2 separate regions of the Drosophila melanogaster genome follow, and region 2 is linked to region 1. Evidence: chromatin contacts called from public Hi-C data. All regions are on one chromosome and are shown on one strand. The core of a region is the stretch at or near the end of the contact, and the rest is flanking DNA. Distances in the headings are between cores, read along the strand shown.

Region 1 (6,606 bases), core at 1,369-3,868:
GGGCTTTGCACAAGCAACTGCAAAGCTGAAAAATATATATTTTATTTGAGGAGGAATATATATTTTTGGAAAATATAAAAACGGTTACCGGCTGAATAAAATGAATGGCCATAAAGCCTAATCTCAAGAACATTTATTGCTTGACCATCCAGAAAATTTAATTAAAAATGGGACCGTTTAGAATCTACTTGTGTGTGCTGCTATATATTTCACTATATTTCTTATCTTGGTGGAACTTTTTTTTTAGAGGCAGTTAACGGATTTGTGGGCCATTTACCCAGGCATTATGTATACATATGTATGATTTAATAGCTATATTTCTCCATTAAATCCACTGGCAGGGCATCCATTGGTGGGGGCCACTATCAGTTGAGCGTACTTTTGACTTTGAGCCAAATCGGCGCAGCTTATCAGTGACGTCCCATTCGCAGCTTACGATTCCCTGTCTTTCAATTGAATATATGTATATAGCTTTTCTGATTTCTGCACTTTGAAACGCCAATTGCGTAATGCAAAAAATGAGCAAACGAACAAAGAATCTTTTAGAAACATGACAATGACCAAAGATCGACATTACCTCCAAAATACTATACTTTTCGCACTCAAAAATCAGCATCAATCAGCCGCAGATTGTTTGCTTTCTTTTTAGCGACAGCGAATTTATTTGTTTTTAAATTAAAAATGTACTAAATGCCGGTCCCGAAAAATACACAAATGTATGCTATTTTATATACGCACATATGTATCTTTGGAATATATGAATGTATGTGTATATATATAGGTATATTGTTTAGACGAGACAAACTGAAACTTGTTGGCAATAACTTTTTGGAAAACCGGTTGCGGTTTTGATGGCATTGATATAGACGAAAGGGTTAAGAATTAGGGGAAAGGGGTAAGAATTTGGGAATGAGAAAACATCGATACAGTGATCTCTGCTTAATTAAGACAAATTCAATACGATGCCGATATATAGATATAGATAGATATAAAATAATATATCCAATAGAATTTTTATATGATAACCATCTAAAGCAGCTGTGCATAGAACTTTTGCGTATTAATTTAAGAAACATTACCTCCAAATATTTATTTTAAATAAATTTTTCAAATTTTAACATTTTTTTTTTTTTGAGACAACTTTTGTTAGTCACTGTTTATCTGCGATATATATATATGCAGCGTATCGCTTTTGTTTGTGATTGTTTTGACAACAAAACTGGCTTATGCAACGAACTGTTAAAAAAAAATCTGAAACAGAAAATTATGTGAACTGGCTGCACTTTGCTTCAAAGACCCCGCTCCCCCCTGCACTTTCACCCCCCGCATTGGGGGGATTATCAGACAAACCAACTGGATAAGATAGTAACGATAAGGAATCCAATTAGAACACGGCCATTCGGATTTACTAAAATCACAACTTTTGCCAAACGTTAGTAAATTATATTAAATTATATTGTAACTCCGATTGACACGTAGAGCGCAACGAACAACAGCAACACAAAAAGAAGCAGAAATAACGGGTAAAGGGGGTGTTTTGATGTGCTAATTGGGTTGCTAAACAGCTGTTGACGCCGCACAAATTGAGCACAAAAAAAAAAACAATAACACGGCACGCAATTCAATTAGGGAAACGCACGCAGAACGATAAACAAAATCAGGGTACTATTGTGTATTAGATTTTTTTTTGGGCGCACAAATCACTTTCACTGTCACTTCCTCGCTGCTCCCAATTAGAATTTCTCGGCCACTGTGTTTATATATATGTACATATATGCACATGCATATATACATATATACGTCGGCAGTTCAAGAGCAAAAAATCGATTTTTCGCTGCACTTTTTAGTCGTTTCACCTTGATGGGCGCAAGTGGGCGTGGCGATTATCTAACGGCGTTTGTTGTGATCCCAAGAACTTGCATAAACTTATTAATAAACGCGATATGTCTGTATATAAAATACCTAATAAAAACGTGTGTGCTTGCTTGGCTGCGTGTGTGTGCGCGTACGTGTGTGTGTGTGTGCGAATATGTGCGGCGTGCGAGCTCCAATCAGAATCGTATCAAAAATTCAAAGCTCTTTGGCCGCTAGACGCAATTAAGGAACTGACAACAAGAACTGAAACCGCACCGAGATGGAAAATGAAGTGCTGGCAGTATTTACCGACTATATGTTTTTCTTGCGGGCAAAAGTCACGATGAAGCGGGCAGCGATTAAGTTTTAAAAATATCACGTCTGCAGCCCTCGCAGCCAAACTTTCGATAGACGGCGATAGATCGATAGACCAGCGATTTGCACCAACACTGGAAAGCTCAGAGCATTCAAAAACAAACTAATGTGTTTTATAAATAGCTCTTTTTAAATATCGATTAATTGCGATCTTAACTAACTTTCGTTTATTTCTATTAATTATGAACTTACTTCTGTTTTTAAACATCTTTGCTCTTTGCTTGTTTTTCGTGTAAGGCTTTAAATTCACTTAAACAATTTTGCTGGCTTTGTGCGCATCTTCATATATCACTGAAATTGATTGTTATAGGAGTGTCCCATTGAATTAGTTTTGTGTCGATTCAATCCTGGCCCGAAAATGTATGAACAAGCTATGCCCTACATTTTACCCATAGTCTACTTAGGTTTGTTTATATAGTATTCTTTTCAAGTTCGTTATGATAGCTCTTAGAAAATAAGATTTCTGTGAATATCTCCTCCGTATAAAAGAATTTTTATCAATAGTTTGGTAAGCTTTTTTTTCTCTTCTACAAAACCTTTTCGCATGTTTTATTTCACTCGAAACTTATTGCTATTCAAAAAAATGGGTTTTCTAACGCTAGAATTATGTACAGAGTGCATTTGGAAAAAATGATGGGTAGTAAGCCCTAGAAAGCCATGGCTACGTGCTGATGCCCATGATGGATTCGATGGAGAAACTCAGCTTGGGCTTCTTGCCACTGCCGGTGGAGGCAGTGGTGACTGCGGGCGTGGTCATCGCTGGATTTGTGGGCGGGATCGTTAGCGGTATCGTCGGCGGCATCGGGTGATAAATGTGCTGCTCCTGATGAACGGGTGCGCAGGCGGCGGCGGCGGCGGCAACGGTGGCAAAGTACAAAGCGTTACCGCCCAGCGTCGCCTCCATGACATGGTTCAGTTCCGGATCGGCGAATGCCCGCCGTTTGCGCATGCGCTCCATCAATGGCGAGCTGAACGTGGGAAATCGCTGTTTGTATTCTGAAAGAGAACGAACCAAAAGGAATGGTTGAAATTAGTGAGGGTTTTGGTGGGGGCGTTATCACTACAAATTGCCGCGATTCGTTATGAATGGGTATTCCAAATTGAAACAATTTATTATTGGGTAATCCGAGACACGCGTCGCCTGACCAGACAGCCTGGCACCGTTTTTTTTTTTTTGTTTTTTTGTTTCAACTTCGGACCGGTTTCGGGATCTCCACTTATTCGGATGGAACCAGATGGAAAACCCAGAAAGAAGTCAATTGCTGTTGCCACATTTGGCTCTTTTTGTGAGTCGGATGGGTTTTTCCGTTTTTGGTCGCGTCTCAGCTTACCGAATGTGACTCCCCTCAAGTGATTGGAAAATGTGCGTACACTGCACACACACATTTCGAAGCATCCGATTTCAATTGTTTTTCGTCAGTCGAATAATTGCTGTTGTTATTGTTGGGCATCAGTCATTTCCTGTCCACGACCACGACCACGTCCATGGACAGAGGAAAAGAGACGGAAGATGGGCGGCGGGAGACAGGAGACTGGAGACCGGAGAGGATCTCCGATTACGAACGGACCAGACAGTCTGGCACCGTATGGGAAAGCGTGTGAGTAGGGAATGTACTTATCATTTCAGCTGTGTCGTCTACTTTACGACATCTAATAATTTCCAAATTGGAAAGTGTCTATTTGATTGCGGACTCATAGATAGATATCCTTTTTGATATGTACATAAATCCTTATTTATGTAGTCCCATACTAACCTTCCATGGCGGCTGTGATATGCAATGTGGATTGCTGCAAACTGCGTAGTCTCTGCTTGTAGATCCTCTTTTGGGCCATCAGAGCCTGTCGGGTGGCCGAGGATGAAGATGAGTTGCTAACGCAAGATGTGGGATGCGAATGCGAATGTGGATGTGAATGTGCCGGCGGTGGTGAAGTGGAGCTGAGGGAGTCCTCGCCCTCGCTGCTGCTGGAGTTGTTGGCACTGGCCGTTGTTACGCCCGTGGATTTTGTAGATGATGCGGTGGCCTCCAGAGCCTCCATGGTTTGCTGACGTCGCAGGGCCACCTGGGCGGCCATCACCCGCTGGCGATCGACGACCAGTTGGCAATTGGGGCAGCAGCATTCGCGCCAACGGCACAGACGCTTGTGACCCTTGACACAGGAGATGACGCCGTGATTGCGACACCTGGCGCACTTCGGCGTCCGCAGGAGACGTCGCTCCCGCTGGCAAATCCTAACACTGGCGTCCTTGCTCATCCTCGCTTGCTGATCGACTAAAAGGATGTGGAACGGGGCGCGAACATTTAAGCACTGGCAACCGCAGCTACTTGTCGCCGTCAGACTGTCTGGCAGCGTCAAGTGGTTTCCGTCGTCGTCGTCGTCGTTGTGTCCCCAGGGTATCCGACGCCCACGAGGTGTACTAGCATGAGGTACAACACAGCGAGCATGCAAGGGATCGGACTCGGGATCGGTTCCTTGCCTGCCATTGGCTGCTAATCGCTGGCTCTAAATATAGAAGATCCAATGGCCGCACAGATGTCTCGCATCAGCATGCAAAAGATACATTCGACTACAGGAGGAACTCATTGAAAGCGATTTCAAAGATTAGTAATATATACATATATAGCATATATATATAGGTTATGGATCACTTGCTTAATCAATTACTTGGGGCATCTTAAAGAATTTAAGAAGGTAAAAGTATCTGTGAATCTTCTATGGTTCTTTATAGGCATGTTTCACTATACCTTTCCAATCCGTACATCTTTGTTTGGACTCCGTGTTTCGTCAAAGTGCATATTGATTTCTGGCCTGTCTTCGTTTAATATCTTTATTCGTTTATTTGAGTCAATTTCGGTTTACGTGTATAACAATTTGTAGCATTCATTATCTTATATAGCACGTACACACATATATATATATGTATATATATATTTCCGTATAAATACAAATTCAACTCGAGTTTAGCCATATCGTTTCATTAGCTAATAGTACGTAAAAAAAAGAAAAAAAAATTCTCAGCGATTTATATACTAGAAGTTTTTAGGTGAAAGGACTTTCCATTTAATGCCTTTTAAATGCCTTCTTTATATATTTTTTGTGTAAATATATACATATATGCTTATATATACGGTGCAGCGCGTTTCACAAGTAACAATCTTTTAAATTTCGGAACAAATGATGGCCAACTGTTGGCGATTGTCAAATAATTTCGAATTCAGCCAGCTGTTTTTAATTAGGATATGTAATCGAACTTACCGCAAAAAGTTGTCAAATGGGAAATTGTGTTCTTCGAACCGAATGAATAAATGCTATTATCTCACTTCATACAATTGTGAAACGCACTGTCCCTCTGCATACATATATGTATTTTATATCCATTTAGTAAGTGTGATTCAAAAACGTTACTGAGTTCTATTAGAGGATTACATTGATTAAAGCTTGAGCTAGAAATGTGCCAGGTTTTCGATTCGATTGGTTGGTTGGTCAAAATGCAGGTGCGACTAGGAAAGTACTATTCGTGTATTCGAGTGCGTTCTATTATGGTCTCAGGATCATATACATTATGATCATCATATATTATAAGGTTGTAGCGGACAATCGGTTCATGTTAAAACGGGACCAACAACGAACTTTTGTTTAATGTTTGGTAATTATAATTACTTGTGTTTAACATGGAATCATATGGTAAATGCTTGCAAAGTTATTGTCCTTTACTGTTTAAAAAACGTTCTCTAAATTGAAATCTATGTGTGTATTAACGGTGCGTGTATATATATAACATTCGCTTAAAAAAGTTTTGATCCTTGAACCAACTAAATCTAAATTACAAAACACGCGGCCCTACAAAAAATTTGAACGAACACAAATCACAAAAGTACAAACATTACATATGGTACCTATATATCATCAATAATATTATTAGTATTATTATTAATATTTTATATCGACTATGGATTGTAGCTATCGTAAATACTTTGATTTCCTTCGATACGATTCTCCGCTCTTGACACAGACGCACTCTGAATTCACTTCGTTTGCTATTATATCATATCACAATGCTTAAAGGGCTCGCCGCTTCTCGATTCTCGATTATCGATTATCGGTTATCGAGTTTTGTTCTCGATTTCGATTTGGGCTTCAAATTCAACAACGTTTGATTGCCAAACGACGATCTATCTATAGAGTTCTAATATAACAGGCTCACTGGTCGCTAGGCTAAACCATACAGCTCGCGAAATAATTGTATTTCCATTGGCTTTATCAATGCTATCATTATTGATTTTACTCCATTACGATCTCTATCTATCAGTTTTCATTGGATTTACCCAACGAGAATGGAACTTAAAGTGGGAAATTTGAGCTGCCAAGTGGCAGATG
Region 2 (6,606 bases), core at 1,155-3,654, 42 kb before region 1:
CGTTCGACTTTTCTTCCGTTGACAATGATGTTTCTAATAGTACCGGTCCACTTACACTTTCCAGGGTGCAACATTCTGGCGGCACAAGTGGAGACGACGTCGTTTCCACTTCGGCGGATAAAATTCGCTCGGACTTTGGAATGTTTACTGCTGGCTTCGATTCGGGCAGTTCTACCTCCGTTTGCTTTGGATCGGATTCATCTTTTAGTGGCGGCTCTATTACGACTTCATCGGATAGTTTTGTTTCTGCAATCATTTCTGTAGTTGGTTTTGTTACTACGGCTGATTTTTCAAGAGTTGCAGCAATTCCTTCTGTAATATAAACATCTTCGGTGACCATTTCTGGCCGTGGGACCACTTCGCCACACGTAGCTTTAGTTTCCACTTTTGGCTCGAAAATGTCTTTGTTCAAGCTTGCAGCAATATTGTCTGACTCTGAAAATACTTTTTTAATGACAAATTCTTGCTTGGAATCAAGGATTTCATCCGCTTCATCCACCAACTGGTTCTCTTCGACTACGACTTCTTCCACCACCATGTGCTCGATAGTGGGCGACACGGACGACGTAACCTCTGACTCACTTAGCGTGTCTTCGATGAGATCTATCAGTATGTGCTGCTCCTCCTGATCCTGTGATTCCTCCGCCTCCAGGATCTGCTTGCTGCTCTCAGCGGCTATCTCGGCGAAGGTCTCCTCGAGAGTCTTCCCCTGGCGACTGCTGCCACTCAACGGCGCTGACCGCCTGCTGCGCCGTGGAGCTGAAGAGCAGGAATCCGCTGCAGGCTCCTTTCCCGGTGGAGTGGCTCTCTGAACTGTCGCATCCTCCTCTTCCTCGGCTTCATCGTCCGCTGACCAGAGACTGGGTGGCCCACTGAGCACCTCCACCATAATCTCATCTAGATCTTCTTCCGGGTCGGGAGTTGGTTCCTGCTTGGCCAGCTCCATGTCGATGTCGATCAAATCTTGTGGTTCCACCTCGACTGGCCGTCCCTCTTCCTGCTCCTCCTCTCCCTTGGGGCTCTCCGTTTCGATCTCAATGAATATGATCTGTGAGTCGGAATCGGAGTTTTCCTCGGCATCGACCATTCGGCTCAGGTTCTGCTCCTGCTTTGGCCGTTCGTCCATGGCGTTCTCATCCTGGAGTGCTGGTGGCTCAACCTCCGGCGAAGAGGACGATGGCGAGTTCCCCGAATCGGAGGACTCCAGCCGGCCGCCCAGTTTCAAGCGTTTGAGTGAGACCCGCAACTTGGACTTGGGTTTCTGTATGGGAAAGCCAGGAAGCTCGCCGCTGTCACTGCTCATGTTGGAAGTGGTCGTGCTGGTGGAGTTCGTATCGGAATCGGAGCAGCTGGGCACAATGACAGTTGGAATAATGGCCGCATCCGCTAGTTGACTCTTACGGGGACGACCCCGCTTGCGAGGTGTCACCGGCGGCAGGCCGGCCATCGTCTGCACAGGATGTGCGCCACCAACAGCCGATGGTTCACTGGTAACCTGGGCCACAATCAGACTCTGTGTGGGTCTTGGCTTGGCGAAGATCTCGAGGGCGGTTGGCGGCGGTGGTGGTGGCGGCAATGATTGGTGGCTCATCTCGAACATGGAAAACAAACGGCTCACGGTCGCGGCTGAGGATGCAGATGCGGCTGATGCTGTTGCTGTTGACATGGATGTGGATGCTGCAGTTGTGCCTGACTGGGAGTGGCCGGTACTGGGATTCGAGTCGATCCGTGCCTCGATCTGGATTTTGTGCGCCTTGCGGTTCTTGTTTAGCAAATCCCGGACATCGAACTTGATGATTTTCTTGCGCGAACTGCGCCGGCACTCGCTCTGTCCGGAATCCTGATCCTCCGGCGCCGTGGGCGATGCCTCTGCATCGGCGTGTTTTAACGATGGATTAATGTGCGGGGGCGTATTTCCCAACGCGGAAAGCGCCACTTTCGGCGGGCGACCACGTCCGCGGCCACGTGACGCAACCGGAGACGGATTGCTTGGCGGACCCGACTCCTCCATTTGTGGGCGAAGTGAGGGCGGGGTGGTGCGGCGGGTGTAGCGCAGCGGGCTAGCCGCAGCCTCCGGATGCTAAATCGCGCAGTCCAACGACGGGGGATGCAGATTTGTGTCCGATTTGCAGTGATATCTACTCTTTGCGTGCCATCCCAAATCCCTGAAACGATTAGTTAGAAACTAACTGCACTTGCTGTCACATGCACACGGCGAGACACCAATACCAATGCAACTTCGATTTTTCTCTCCGTCGGCGGTCTTCTTCTTTCTTGTTGTTTATGCACTGCGCGCAGTGTTGCCAAGCGAGATTTTGTTTTCGGGATGAGTACCTAGGCTACGTACAGGGTAGATGTCCTCGCTCAGTCTGTGGTATATTATTGGCCATGCTTGGCATGGTCACACTGCGTGCGAGATAGCGATAGAGAGAGAGAGAGCGAGAGAGCTTGATTAGGAAAATTCAAAAATAATCGCTCGCACTTTTTTTTTGTTTTGTACAAACGTTTCATGTTGCAAAGTTAACAATTATTTATAATTATTATTATTTATTCAGTGCGCTTGCCAGCAGGCCGAATTCGTTTCGAATTCCACGCACATGGGCTGCCAAACAATCGAAAAATCGAAATGCGTTAAATGTCAAGGACAACGGAAAAGCCACAACAAAAACAATAGGAAAGCAACGGAAAATCTACGAAGAGAGCGAGAGAGCAACTTGACTGGGAAAGTTTCGGAAGGAAAGTAAGAAAAACCGGGAAACTACTCGAGATTAAGACGTAAATATGTCAAATCCGGTGCACGGAAAACCGCCAAATAGCATGGGCCTCTCATCCGGCTCATTATCCGCATCCTCGCCCATTTCGGTGTCCCAGCAAGCGGGAAGCTCTGGGAACAGTTCCTCATCATCATCATCCTCCTCCTCCTATTCGTTGGGCGGTGGAATCGTCAAGGACAAGGCGGGTCTGCCGCCGGTCTACCTCAACCTGAATGATGTAAGCCGGCTGGAATCACATCTACTCTATACTAATAATAATAATAATTAATAATCCCCTGATCCCCCAGAATGCCAAGGAACAGACACCATTGCCTGGTTCACCGCTGCAAAACTGGGATGACGCCCGCACCGCCGACGTTTGGCTGTCCTCGCTGCACAGCGTCATCTTCATCATCACCTGCGCCCTGGCCGCCTTCATTCTGTTCCGCAACGTGCTCACCTGGTAATTATCGGGATTCTGGGCGGGAGTCCGCTTTCTCCCGCCTTCTGGCACCTCTCCTCGTTTAGGGCTTAGTAATTTTCACACAGATTTTCAATCTAAATGGAAGCTTCTGGGCCAACTTACCCAATTAGTAAAGATAATAGCTGAAAATAGTTTTGGGGCAATGATTGCATTATTATAAGCTTATTGATATCATAATTTGTTTTTTTTTTTTTTGCTCAAAAATGCAAAATTTAAAATCCGCATTCTGAGTCGATAGCCCTTGTGACCTCAGAGTGGACCATTATATAAGAGTTGCATTAGATTTCACTATATTCCCAGGTGAAGAGAACGGAATAGTAATCAGCGTGTTTGTTTAGTTATTTAAGCGTATACTCTTCATTGCTATAGAATAATAGACAAATTGAAAGTGCAATCATGAAATAGGCTTTCTAAGGCGAAAATCTACTCGAATTGCCTTTATGAACGAGGTTAGCATAGCATACCATAGATTTCTAGATCACAAACGACATAGAAGGGCATCCAAAGTTCGGTTTTCTGCTTTCTTCCCCACACTCTCTCTTTCTCATTTTTTTTTTTTGGCGAGAGTGTGGAACTAAGTTGAGCTTCGGTTTTGTGAGCTGCGCTTTTCCCTGCGATCAAAATCGCCAGTTGCCTTTGCGACGCTCAGCAGCGAAGACACGCGATTTGCGTGAAGAAAGCGAGAGAGAGAGAGAGAGAGAGAGCGAAGAATCGGGAGAAAGCCAATTCTGCAAGAACCAGAACATATACATATACACACTGAGATTACGAGCCATGGAGGATAAATTCATGGAGGTTTCTTATATCTATGCCAGGCATCTGCAGAGCTTTTGGGGAGCCTCCGGTGATTTCTGGCAGTCGCAGTGGGACAAATTCATCGACTCGTTCGGTAAGTGAATCTAACAAGTATCATATCCAAAACAAAGGGTAAAAGAATGGATAAGTTGACAGGTAAACTTTGCTCCTCTCTTTGTGTACATTGTGTACATGGGCGATACTGTGCAAATTGCAACTCTCAGCCACTGGGCGACACAGCAAAATGTCAACAACAACTGTTTTGTTTACTAATTCCATCGCACAGACACAGAGATACGGGCACAAAGATACAAAGAGACACATGCAAGAGATACAGATACAAATGCAACCAGAAGTGCTGCCAATTAGGCGAAATGAATCGCCGCGTTACTCACGCAAATTTGAATTCTTCAGCAAACAAATGTTTAGTACTCACACACCCCAATCGGGTTAGCCACACTTATTATTTAACCATAACTCTGTTTGGCCAGAGTAAATACGTTAATTCACGCATTGCACAATGGGCTCAATGTTCCGGGCTCATCGGTTAACCGATTTTGCTTAAGCTCAAAGTCAGAAGCTGAGTAAACAGGGTTCATAGGCCCGTTTTATTGCATTTTCCTTACAGCGTTTACAATTTACAATTCACACGATTCATTGCGTTAAGAACTTTACTTAAGCCACTTATCTTTATGGGTTTATTTGCCTGCTTTTTTTTACGGTCTACATATGATTTATATCCAGCTGTTGCTTGGATATTTCTTTATACATTTATAGATTTAATAACATCCATTCTCATATGAATCAATTCACTATGCATCTATTTAAATTTTGGATTCCAATTATAACTTTGCATACTTTAAGGCATCACTTATAGACTCTTTTATCGCCAGCTATTAATTCAATTTGAAATAAACAAATCTTCCAGGCGACGAGCCCATGGTTCTTTGGGTCTTCGGTACCACCATATTCACGATGCTCGTCTACTGGACCGTGGGCACACTGTACACCTTCATGGACCTGACCAATCGGCCCGCCTGTCTGCGCAAGTACAAGATCCAGCCGGGCACCAATGAGCCCGTGGAGGTTCGTCGTCTGCTAAAGGTAATGCAATCGATCGATCGATCGAGAAATTTATATTCAATTGATCCCACTGTCTGACCCCTCCGAATTCCAGGTGATCTGGTGCGTGGTCTGCAACCAGATATTCGTGGGCATACCATTGGCCTATGCCAGCTATCGACTAATGGAGATCCGTGGACTGAGCGACATTCGTGACCTGCCCACATTCCACTGGGTCTGCTTTGAGCTGACCGTGTGCATCCTGATGGAGGAGCTGGGATTCTACTATTCGCACCGTCTGCTGCACCACAAGCACATCTACAAGTACATCCATAAGCAGCATCATGAGTGGACGGCCCCCATCTCGGTGACGGCCATCTATTGCCATCCCATTGAGCACATCTTTAGCAACCTGTTGCCGCCCTTCCTGGGCGTCTTTCTCATGGGCAGCCATGTGGCCACCGCGTGGCTGTGGTTCGCCCTGGCCATCCTTTCAACACTCAACGCCCACTCCGGCTATCATCTGCCGTTCTTTCCCAGTCCCGAGGCGCATGATTTTCACCATTTAAAGTAATTGATTGGCAACTAGTGATATAAACTAGGCTAATATGCTGTTTTCCTTGCCAACCGACAGATTCAACAACTGTTTCGGCGTGCTGGGCGTCTTGGATCGCCTCCATGGCACCGATTCCCTTTTCCGGGCCACCAAGTCGTATGCGCGACACATCATGATGCTGAGCTTCAAGCCGCCGCGCGATGCATTCCCCGATCCGACGATGAAGTAAAGCGGCGAAGTGAAAGTTCTCTTGTGCATGGGCAGCAAGCATTTCTCAATCTGTGTATACAAATTTCAATTGTGATATGACCAGGCAGATCCTATTTTGTACACCTCATATATAGACGTATGGTGCAGACACACCCCTAGTATTCCGCACAACCGCGAGCACCGCTCCCAGAGCGAATCCACCCCCCAACACAAATGTTAATCGAGTCGAATAAAGCGTAAATGTAAATGTATGGCATCTTTCTGTTCTATGTTCGCGAAAAAAAGTCGATATTTAAACAAACATAAGCGTACTTTATATACGAATAATTAAAATACATAATTAACAACTAAGTTTATATATAAGATTATAAGTTTTTCTCGTACGTTTAAACAGATGAGCATTACGTGACACAAATGGTATTGTTAAAACAAGTGTGATGGAAAGGCTAAGACTTATTGGATAGGAAGAGCAAGTATAATCACAAAAATGCAATAGTTGTAGCGCAAAAAAAAAAAAAATAATCTGGTTAAATAGTCGATTGCCTTAGGGAACTAAACAATATTGGCGGCGGACGGTCCTAGCTATTGCTTCACCGCCTGGGCGACGCCCTGCTGCTGACCACTGCCACTGCCCTTCAGCTTGGCCTCGAACTCGCCCAGCACCTCCTTGTAGTGGGGACCCAGCTCCTCGCGCACCGTTTCATACCAACGCGCCAGCTTGTTGCGATTCTGGAACGCATTGTAGC

Evidence for each region. A called contact is a pair of places that touch in the nucleus more often than the background predicts.
Region 2: a Hi-C map of the Kc167 cell line shows a contact between it and region 1, with 2.1 times the contacts expected there. The contact joins the promoter of CG1998 here to the promoter of CG1640 in region 1. A contact is called at or near these places in 4 of 107 Hi-C or Micro-C datasets (the Kc167 cell line, the OSC cell line and the S2 cell line).

What each region holds. Positions count from the first base shown.
Region 1 is chrX:13,366,618-13,373,223 of dm6, reverse strand. CG1640 reads right to left here and starts at 2,618. Exons shown (of 7, transcript NM_167365.1): 1 at 2,422-2,618. The coding sequence starts at 2,437. It overlaps dmrt11E (doublesex-Mab related 11E), which reads right to left and starts at 5,033. Exons shown (of 3, transcript NM_078591.3): 1 at 4,974-5,033; 2 at 3,984-4,731; 3 at 2,752-3,225. The coding sequence starts at 5,024. The coding sequence ends at 2,891. Syt12 (Synaptotagmin 12) reads right to left here. Exons shown (of 6, transcript NM_132650.2): 6 at 5,045-6,606.
Region 2 is chrX:13,408,872-13,415,477 of dm6, reverse strand. It overlaps CG1998, which reads left to right and starts at 2,404. Exons shown (of 7, transcript NM_132659.3): 1 at 2,404-2,496; 2 at 2,556-2,991; 3 at 3,062-3,216; 4 at 4,053-4,126; 5 at 4,961-5,136; 6 at 5,210-5,664; 7 at 5,729-6,109. The coding sequence starts at 2,782. The coding sequence ends at 5,879. Set2 (SET domain containing 2) reads right to left here and starts at 2,236. Exons shown (of 4, transcript NM_132660.4): 1 at 1-2,236. The coding sequence starts at 2,011. GstT4 (Glutathione S transferase T4) reads right to left here. Exons shown (of 4, transcript NM_132658.2): 4 at 6,155-6,606. The coding sequence ends at 6,443.